Linked DNA regions of Mus musculus: region 1 is linked to region 2. Evidence: chromatin contacts called from public Hi-C data. All regions are on one chromosome and are shown on one strand. Each heading gives the region's core, a stretch centred on a gene start, on an enhancer-like site or on the middle of the called end of the contact. The rest is flanking DNA. Distances are from core to core; before and after follow the strand shown. Region 1 overlaps Focad (focadhesin). Region 2 holds the start of Mllt3 (myeloid/lymphoid or mixed-lineage leukemia; translocated to, 3).

The links. Hi-C and Micro-C count contacts between places; a contact is called where the count stands out from the background.
Region 1: a contact with region 2 is called in a Hi-C map of group 2 innate lymphoid cells, with 2.8 times the contacts expected there. The contact joins the enhancer-like site here to the promoter of Mllt3 in region 2. A contact is called at or near these places in 3 of 39 promoter capture datasets (hematopoietic stem and progenitor cells and liver), 1 of 15 datasets of contacts at CTCF or cohesin (pro-B cells), 19 of 484 Hi-C or Micro-C datasets (CD4 T cells, CD8 T cells, the G1E-ER4 cell line and 10 more), 4 of 115 datasets of contacts at active chromatin or transcription factors (CD8 T cells, effector CD8 T cells, embryonic fibroblasts and 1 more) and 4 of 9 other capture datasets (adipose tissue, liver, macrophages and 1 more).

The regions. Positions count from the first base shown.
Region 1 is chr4:88,165,399-88,170,453 of GRCm38.p6, forward strand. It overlaps Focad (focadhesin), which reads left to right. Exons shown (of 44, transcript NM_001081184.1): 6 at 4,509-4,610. Among named protein-coding and RNA genes, the nearest start is that of Mir491, 46 kb to the left of the region's middle. Within about 2 kb of position 1,788, at least 62 of the 459 cell types and tissues checked have an H3K27ac peak or open chromatin away from gene starts, as enhancers often do. A contact at or near this core is called in CD8 T cells, the G1E-ER4 cell line, Th1 cells and 8 more, where this site is marked.
Region 2 is chr4:88,029,668-88,034,780 of GRCm38.p6, forward strand. Mllt3 (myeloid/lymphoid or mixed-lineage leukemia; translocated to, 3) reads right to left here and starts at 3,740. Exons shown (of 11, transcript NM_027326.3): 1 at 3,417-3,740; 2 at 1,857-2,037. The coding sequence starts at 3,428.

The DNA of each region.
Region 1 (5,055 bases), core at 538-3,037, 130 kb after region 2:
GCTACCACCATTAGTTACAAATGACCTGGTTGGCTGGAGGGTCAGCCATACATTTTAAACAAAGATGGGGTAATTTAACTATTGTAGCTTGAGTAGCAGATTTGAGAATGATTGAATTAATGAGTGGATTTATTGAAGGAAAGCGGGTGTATTTTGGTCTAGAGTTCCAGTTCCAGCTCATCATGGTAGAGATCTCATGGAGCAGGAAGGGATCTGAAGGCAGCCATAATCAGGAAGTACACAAGTGTGCTTCTCGTTTGCCAGCCTGCTGTCTCCCTCCCTCCCCCTCCCTCCCTTCTCCCTCCCTCCCTCCCTCCCTCCCTCTCCCCTTCTCTGTCTCTCTCCTTCTCTCTCCCTCCCCCACTCTGGTACTTCCCAATTAAATTTTTGGAGTTTAAATTGTGTATCCTTTCAAATGCCTGGAACTTTCTCATTTGAATACATGTTAAAGAAAGAAGTTGAATGGCTAACAAACAACAAGTGAGAGGAAGAAAGAAAAAATTTGAATAATCCATAAATTTAATAATCAAATCTTGAATATATCAAGAGTGAACTATACTCAGCCTTATGACATTTTTCATGCTCTAATTATAATATTTTTGATAGGATAATAACTTCATTTTCTGTCATACTCAAATTAGCATCTGTATTCTCTAATGATGTTTATTTTAGAATAAGACTTATTTTGTAAAGGAATAATTTTACGTTTTTCCCCCACTTTAAGCCTTTTCAGTTTTCTTGTGCATCCAATGCTAATTTTTGTTAAGCGTATTTCCATAAGAAATGTAAGTTTTTGGTCATGATTGATGACTTTCAGTGCTGTTTAAGTTAAAGCCCGGTCGGCTTTGTGCTTCGCTTTGCACTTGCTGTGGACTTCAGGTAGTGATTCTGAACCAGAGGCAGTTTCACCCCAACGAGGACATTAGGCAGAGTCAGAGGACACGTTTGATTGTCAGTACTTGGAGGAAGTTTAAGAGCTCCTGGTGGAGGAGGCTAGGTTGCTGTTGATCAAGCTTTGCCCCTGCTGTGAAGACTGTCTATATAACACGCCAGTAGTGCTAAGAGGCAGTCAGTCTCATGCATGGAAGTGGTGCAGTTTGTTTAATTAAGATATATCCATTCTATTATGTGAGTGTAAGCCTTTGTGTATTATTTTTTACGTGTATTCACATATCAATTTGATGATTCACAAGGGAAAATTTAGCTTTTTGGTTTATTATGCTTAAAAACAAAACTTTGGCAACTATAATTGATTTTAGGTTATTTGTGTTGTTTGAAAAAGTATAATATTCGTAATCCAAACCTAATCAATAAGAGTCAATGTTTGCATTTTTTATGCCACTTCTTTCAAGGTTATCAGCCTCTTGTAATCAGTATCATACGTTACTTTTTACAGTATTGTCACTTAGAATGCATTCAATTTCCTGGAGAAATTAATTATCTAGAGGTCTAAATCAGTAATTAATTTGGACCTTTATTCTCGTATATTCTACTCAATCTAATCTTTAGGGATTAACTTTGAGATGCTAACTGGAATTGACTGAATCCAGTAGCTGGTGAAATAGACCCTTTCATTTCCTGCAACAAAGTGAATGGTTCCTTCTATTCTGAGTGTAACAAAGCTGTGTCAGATGAGAGCTGGTTGCATATGTGTGTAATTTCTACTACTTTAAGATGACTGTGTTTTATTTCTGTTGACCTGGTTTAATTTGAATGTGTTGTCAAGGGGAGATCTGTCATTGTTATCTTGTTGGGGTAGGAGAGACAGGAAGAGGAATGAAGATGAGAGGGTTAATAAGAGGCAGTGGGGTTTTGGGGGAAACAGGAAGAGGAGAGGCCAGGTTGGGCAAGGAGCTGGTTTCTCTTTCTTTTTCTTTTTTTAGAGTTTATTTTATGCGCAATGGTATTTTGCCTGTATGTTTGGCATGAGTGGGTGCCAGATGGCCTGGAACTGGAGTTGCGGACGTTGTGAGCTGCCATGGGTTGCTGGGAATTGAACCCAGGCCCACTTGAAGAGCAGCCGGTGCTCTGAACCACTTAGCCATCTCTGCAAGAGCCGACTTCTAAGAGAGGAATTGGAAATCATTTCAGAGCTTAGTGATTACATAAAAGCTTGGTTGTAAATTTTTCAGATTATCTTCTTAAGTAGTCATGAACGCCACCCTTAGCTGGAGGGTTAGTGACTGGTCCTGTACAAAACTCCTTACACCAGCATGCTTATCAGAAGAGCACATAGGGGCAGTAACTGCTGTTAGTGTTCAAGACCTTATCCTGCTGTGATGTGCTGAGTGGCATTTAGGACTTGGGAGTATTTGGACTTCGTATCTCTGACACCCAGGATGGAAGGTGATTCTGGATAGCTTTACTTGCCAAAGAGTTTGGGATTGATATACATGATTTTGATGTGAGTTTTGAGGCTTGGTGTAAAAGGTTGGGTGGAACTACCTCTTAGCAATGACCTTAATCTGGCAGTCAGAAATAGCCTGTGTGTTAATGAGCAAGCTGCTGGCCTATGAGATAAGATCTACTAAAATTTGTTCTTTGTAAAAGAGTATAAACAGAAATATTCCTACCCTTGACTTCCTTCTTCAGAGGTTTTTATTTTCATTTTTTCCCTTTGTAGCAGCTTTCAGAGTGTGGAACATATTAGAATCACCTAGAGAGTTTTGAAAAGTTGCTTATGCATGAACACTATTCCTAGCAACCCCAAGGTAACTGAGGCTTCGGCATTGGGTGAGAGCTACACTCTGACCTATATTTCATGCCAGGGCTTTAGTAGATCTGCATGGGCTACGGGGATCTGTGTTTCACACTTTCTAGGTAATGATGCTGATATGCTGGAAAACCCACCATGCTTTAAGAACCAAGAAGAGCCATGGTCCATGCTGGTAGAGTATATGCAGAGGCAGGAGGATTATGATTCTGAGTTCAGGCTGGGTTAGACCTTTACAAGGCTGCTGAGATGACGGCTGAGTGGGTAAAAGCTCTTGCAAGCCCGATGGCCTGAGTTCATTCCTAGAACCCACGTGAAAAGTCAGATGTGGGAGAGTGTATCGGAATTCACACTGCTATGTGGAGATGGGAATTGGAGACAGACTTGCCTGGAAGGTACTTCACTGCAGAGCCGGCAGGATACTCTGCAGCCAGCAGGACACTCTGCAGTCCGAGCAAGAGAGTAAGGCAAGAGCCGACTCTCAAAAGTTCTCTCGTGGCTTCCACACATGCTGTGTGGTACAATAAACAGACAGATAAGCAAACAAACAAACATTTAAAAGGAATCAGGAGGGTTGTTCCTAGGAAGTTGCTTGCATCCTGCAGGTGTGACTCAGTGGTAAAGAGCTCGTTTGCCCAGCATGGGAGACCCTTGGCCTGATCCCTGGCATTGCACAGATAAGTCCTAAGAAATATTCATCTGTATCCACTTGCTACCAAGCCTGATGACTTGAATTCAATCCCTTGAACCCACGTGGTGGAAGGGGACCTAACTCCCAAGAGCTGTCCTGTGATTTTCACATTCAGTCCATGGTGCCTTTCTCCCCCAAATGCATAAATAAATATAAAATAAAAACAAAAAACAAAAAGCAAAACCCCTTGGTACATTTACAACTATAATTAGGATTTTGAACTCTTGAAAAGAATCTGTTATGCTTTTTTATTCTTCCTAAAGCTCCATTCTCTGAGAATCCTCCAGATTTCAGATTCTCTGTTTAATAAAGCCTTTTTAGATATCTTAATGGAAATAGGCCAAGTACTACAAATCCCTGTACAACAGTGGTTTGAAAGCATTTTCAGCTTGGAAGCTTTCTTATTTGAGATGGGAGGAATATTGTCTTTTCCTTTATACTAAATATGCTGGAAGACACAGAACTGTGCATGTACTGAGACTCTAGAAAAAAATGAGGATGAACCAGGGAGATGCCTCAGTGCTAGGAGCACTGGTCGCTCTTACAGAGGATTGGTGACTCAGTTCCTAGCACTCACATTGAGGCTAACCATCTATAATTCCAGAGCCAGGGGATTCAGTGCCATTTTCTGGCTTCTAGACACTGGATGCTCGTGATGCACAGACATACATGAAATAAAAATAAACAAGGTAAAAGTAACCAAGAGCAGAAGATACAGTTTGCTTATGAGCTAGCCTAATGTGAGAGGGACAGACAAGTTACTTGCATGGGAAAGGGCAGTAGGAGGAGGAATGAGGACATCAAAGGGTAGTTTGGAGAGAGCTACTGGATTTAGGAAATGGGCTGAAGTCTGAGCTATTAAATTTTTTAATTTAGATCTCTTGAGACTCTGGATCTATTTTCTTTTCAGGAGAAGAATTAGATAAAATGCAGGAAAAGTCATTTCTCATGAACCACCTCCCCAGCTCAGGAAGTGATAGTTTTATGATTATAGATCCTGGGAAATGTCTGTAGCTGGTGTTGGCTTCTTGCTGCTATATTTGGATAGAGAGAATGCGTGCTCCTGAAATGACAGCTAACAATACGATTTCCTGTGTTTCTCAGAAATCCTCCTCAGCCTTTGATCACCGTGCTTGAGCACAGGCCTGATTGCTGGCCACTACTCCTGCAGCAGCTGACAGCTTTTTTCCAGCAATGCCCTGAAAGGTAACGTAAAATAAAATAAATGAAGGACACAGAATGGGGTGTGCTAATTTTAGAGCTGGAGCCCTGTGTTGTGCTCTTATTAGCTGCTGTGACTATGAAGTTCTTAAGGAGAAGAAATGTTCTAGAGCTGGTTGTACGTTCTCTTTTCTTTTTAGCAGTAAGAGAACATGATCTGCCAGGCTTATTGGTTGTTGAACCGTCAGTAGAGAATAATTGCCTACCTCTGTTGAATTTTGTCCCCTTCCCTGACTAAGCCTACTGTTTTACATTTTCCTCTACATTTTGATCCTCATCCTTGCTTGTTGCAGGTGCTGAGGTGTCTCTCTTTTGTGTCCCCACAACAACTTGCAGTTTGATTTGTAACATTATTAATCTTATTCTTGGTTTTATTCCCTGCTATCCACTTGAAAACCTTCTGGAGGATCCTCTTCCGTCATCTTCGTAA
Region 2 (5,113 bases), core at 2,490-4,989:
TCCCTCAGGCTGGACAGGAAGTCAGTAACTTGAGGATACACAGGGCAGCATCACCACACACACCCAGGGAAGCAGAGAAATGGTGGTAAATACAGAAGAGGGATTGGATGATTATCAAGGTGCTTAAACAAAGTTACCTTAAGAGAAACATTTTCTAACAACTGAGTTGATTTCCCTGACACAATGAATATTCCTTTGTAATGTCTATTTTGCCTGAATGAATGGCAGCCAAGTGGCTGTAACAGAGGAAGGACCAAGGAGCCCAGGAGGTGCTTTCTTTTGTTTAAACTGCTCTGCAGAGTCATGAGATGAGAGGACTCCATCATGCATGGTCCCCAATCACCTGCAGACAGGAATGAAATTCTTACCATGAATTTGGAGAAATACAAAATAGAGTATCAGTCTATATGTTCATCTAAAGTGCTAGCAAATGCTAAGTATACCTCCTATAGGCCGTGCAAGTCCCTAACCACTATTAGAAGCTGGATGTATTTATTAACCATTCAACAAAGCCCATCAGAATTTCAACTGTTCAAGTTTTCAAAAGGAACTCTAAACCTAACTACTAAAGGCACAAAAAATTAAAATAAAATCCTACTTCCCATCATACAGGCATTAAAAATAAAAATAAACCCCAACTCTGCCACCTTAAAGGCATACATCCTTTCTCTTTTCTTTATCCAGCCCTGAATGTCCAATAATTTCCCCCATCACTCTAAGCAGAATGGATTTATTATGATGTTACTCTAAGAAACTGCAGGAGTTCTAGATGCCAATAAAGATTACGGATCAAATGGAAGATAACTACTAACCATTGTGTCGACTTAGATAAATAAAGCTGCTCACAAACAAAGCACCTTATTGTATTTGTACTGTTACCTCCAGTAATCCAACTAAAACAACCAGACAGTAGCTTCCCAGAGGCAGGGGGAAATAAAAACCAGTGTTTTTCAGAACCTCTTCAAACGTCTTTTTTAAATGACACCCTCCCCCGCCCCCCACACTGTCCTGCTCTGTTTAATTGAAGGTGCTTGGGACCAGAGAAGCTCAGCAAGAGTATGCAAGCCAGACTTTATGGCTGAGGATCCAGGTGTAGGAAGAACTAAAGAAATAGGCAAAACAGCATCTTTGCCTGAAACTTAGCTTTCAACCTTAACGGAAACTCCCTCCCTTTGTGGGTCCCAATGAGAAGACAGTTCAGAAGGTAATTCAAAATCTACTAGAGCAGTAAAATGCCCCCACGGGGGACGGAGGTGGGGGTACTGAGGGGATAAACCACCCTACTAGTAAAATCCAGGCTGTGAGGTAGAGGCTAACTCCCAAAGGGACACTCTACAGCAACCTGGCACCTAGTATCTCAAACACAGAGGCCAGAATTGCCTAGAGAACCGACTTCTCTAAACGGAACAATAACTACCTCCAATGCATTCTTGGCTAGTAACACAGGTAAAGCTCGATTTCTCCAGGAAAGGGGGGGGGGGGGGTGTGGAAAGGTGCAAACTGTTTATTCCCTCCAGCTTTGCTCTCCAAACCTCCAAACCCAGTAACTAATTACATGGTCCCCAAAGGACCTACAGCAACCCAAGAGGGCTGGGAGGAATAAACACGCGACACCTGACGGTCCTTTCTCTGTGCTGACTTTCCCTAAGCCCAAGTCGAACACTCACGCGCGCGCGCGCCCGCGCGCGGGCAGCAGAGACCTGGCCAGCACGGCGCCGCGCCCCCGGGTCCCAGGCTAGCCCGGCAAGCGCGGCGCGGGGGGCGGGGAACGGCCCGGGGAGCGCCGGGGCCCCGCGATTGTTTCCTCCCGGAGCAAAGACATTTTTTATCAAGTCTCTTTTGTATTCGAGCCCTACCTCTTTTTGGCCTAGGGAAGCTTTCGTGCAAGTGGAAGACGACTTTCTCCACAAAGTGCTGAATGTTACTGTGCTCCGGGCCGCGCACGAACACCATCCAGTCGTGGGTGAAGCCCTCCACTGTGGGTTTCTTCCTCACCTGGGCGCGGTGCCCCAGCTCCAGCTTCACCTGCACGGCACACTGCGGGCAGGGGGAGGAGAGACAGCCGTGAACAACAGGAAGGCGACCGTTCGCTGCTCAACATTGCGCCTGACATTTTTTTCCCTCCTCCTTGAAACGCACATAAAAGGAAACGGCAGTGCCCTCTCCATCCACGTTTCACGCGCGTGGGCGCGCACACCCCACACCCCCAGATACACCGGGCCGGGCCGCAGGGGCCCCCGGCGCCGCTACACAGCGGCCGGGATTGTAACGGAATGTTACCCCTAGTCGCGAAGGGGGTCGGGGAAAGGGGAGAACACGACCACCACGGCAAGCACGACAACAAACGCGTCGGTAACAAATTAGGAGACAATCAGGAGGGGATGCTGGGGCGCTTTCCCGGCGTGGGAGGGGAGGTGGCTGAGATAGGGGACCGGGGTTTCTAGCGAGCCCCCTCCCCGAAAGTACCGCGGCGACAGGCACACGCCGAGGAAGTCTTTGTGTACGTGTATGTGTGCGTGCGTGTGGAGCGCGGTGCCAGGCGGAATGGAAACTACAGGCAGCCTCTGCTAATGGGCACAAACTCCCGTGTTCTTTCTTACCACGGGGTTCGTGCACAAGAATGAAACGTCGTCACACATACACTCACTCACGCCCGCACGAAAACACGCCAAGGCATCCCCAACTCAAAGCACCCCGCACCCCTCGGCGAACAGCCCCCCACGACCAGCAAGGCCAGCCCAACAGAGCCAACGCTGCACACTTTCAAGAGCCAAAGTGGTCGCAAACTCCCTCCAGCCTCCCCCCACCCGCCCCCCCAGCGAAAGCCACAAAACGCAGAAAGGCAGGGCTACTGGCGGACCGCCGCGGAGCCCCGGTCGCGCACACCGGCCGCTGGGGCAAAGTTGCGAGCAGCCCCGCCGCTGTCAGCCCGCACACTCGGGCTCACGCGCGCGCCGCGGAGAACGCACCATCGTGGCGGCCGCGGCGCTCGGCGGAGGTGCGGCCGCAGAGGCTGCTCGCCGCGTCCCCGGACCGTGCCCGCAGCTCCCGGCGGCGGCGGCGGCTGAAATATGGCTGAGTTATTATTCGCCTCCTTCCACCGGGTGTGAGTGTGTGTGTGCGCGTGTGTGAGCCAGAGGGAGTGTGAGTGCGCTTCTTGCGATTGCAAAGAGGCGAGGCGGGCGGGAGGCGCGGGGGGGGGGGTGGCGGTGGCGGTGGCGGCGAGTGTGCGAGTGTGTGCGCGCGCGCCGGGGGGGGGGGGGGTGGGGAGGAGGGAGAGGCGGCAGCTCCCCGCGAGCAAAACCAACCTTTCTCTAATTGGAACCGCGGAGCGCTGGCGCTGTCTGGGCTGCGGCGGCGCGGGGCGGAGGAGGAGAGGGAGGGGGGCTTTTATTATTTTTTTTGCATGTACTTACCGAGCTAGCCATGCCTGGGGGCCCGGAGGTTTGCCGGGGTGTTGTGTGGTACCCCCCCTCCCCCGCCCCCTTCAGCTGTAATTCATGAAGAGGCTGCTATGAATGAGAGCGCGCCCGGGAGCTGAGGGTAGATGGCGGACATGCTCTGCCTTGGCCCCCACCCCACCCCGTGCTCGCTCTCTCGCTCGCTTATTAAACTCAGCCCCAAAAGCAAAAGCAGCAGCAGCAGCAGCAGCAGCAGCTCCGGGGCCAGAGGATGAGTCCGGAGCATGCGCCGTGGCGCCTGACACCCGGGCTTCGAGCCTCTAGGGGCGGAGGGAGGGCGTGCGGGCGGGGCGGAGCGCGCGGGGAGGCCGAGCGACCGAGCCAGGGGGAGCTCGAAAGAGCCAATCAGCGGCCGCCTCCCCGAAACCCCGGCGGCCCGCAGCGCCACACTGGAACGCCTCGCTTAAAGTAACAGGTTCCTGATGGGGGAGGGGGGAGGAAATGGAGGGAGGGGGCCCGGCACTGGGAGAGCGGCCAGCTGGGGAGCCATCCCGGCCCCTGTGCAAACTCCGTTCTCCCTACAATAAAAAACGGATTAAAACTGCTGGAATGTGGCCACTGCCTGGAGCCCCCCAGCCGCAGGAGAAGGGGTTGTTAAATCAAGTCTTTGGCGGTAGTGAGCACGTTTGGGAAGGGGGAGCGGGCTTGTTTTTACTTTCCACCATGGATTTTTGCGGGTTTGTGCTGAAATCGCAAGAACGCACACCCAAACAAACTTATTTAAACAGAGAGCAAGAGAAATCCACGCTACCAAAGAAAAAAAAGAAGGGGGAAAAAAGCCTCCTGATAGCAATCTCTGGGACTGAACAGCCCCCAGCAACCTTAAATCCCTTTCCCTATCTACTCCGAGCCACCAACCTACCCCGCCCTCCCACCGTCGCCACTGAAAACTTTAAAAAAGAAAAAGAAAAAAAAAGAAAAGAAAAAAAGAAATGAACGCGAAACAAGAATGCCATTTCCTTCCTAGGAAACGCCTCCCGCCTCGGTGTTCCCGGGCTGAGAACCGTGCCCAGGTGGAGGCGGGACACCTGGGAGTGCCCGTCGCAGAGCCTTAGGGAACCCGCTTCCCAGTTGTTTGCTTCAGGAGGCTTCCCCCTCGCTGACAACCTGCTGGGTTGCATCAGGGTCTGCCCTCTCTCTAAGGGCGCGCCAGACTACTGGGAACCTTAAAATAGATAAAGTTAATACTGACTATAATGTGCATAAATTGGATTATAATCTTTAGGCATATTGGTGACAGCCAACATAATCCATCTCTGGGTATTAATCCATTTAGGCTCCCGGGTGACAACCCCTCGCAGAAGTGTTCTAGAGTTGCTCTTCTACAAATGCTCCATCTCCGATTGTAGTTTGTCTCAGTGGCCACGGGTAGAATATCAAGCCATACGTGAAGCGAAAAAAGAAGAAGAAGAAGAAGAAAGAAAAAAAAAAGAGTTACTAGCTTCCTCTAGAAACACAGACAACCTTTAAAAAGGAAACGGATAAGATCTAGACGATATACGAAAATGAAAGATGGGTGTGACTTTTGTTTCGTTAAAGTTCTTGTACCTCTCTGGCTCTTAACTCCTTTTTTGAACTGGTTTGGGGTGGTGGCTGTTTTCCAGAGTTTATCTTTTGTTCACCATCTTTTTTTCTCCAGATTGCCAACTTCT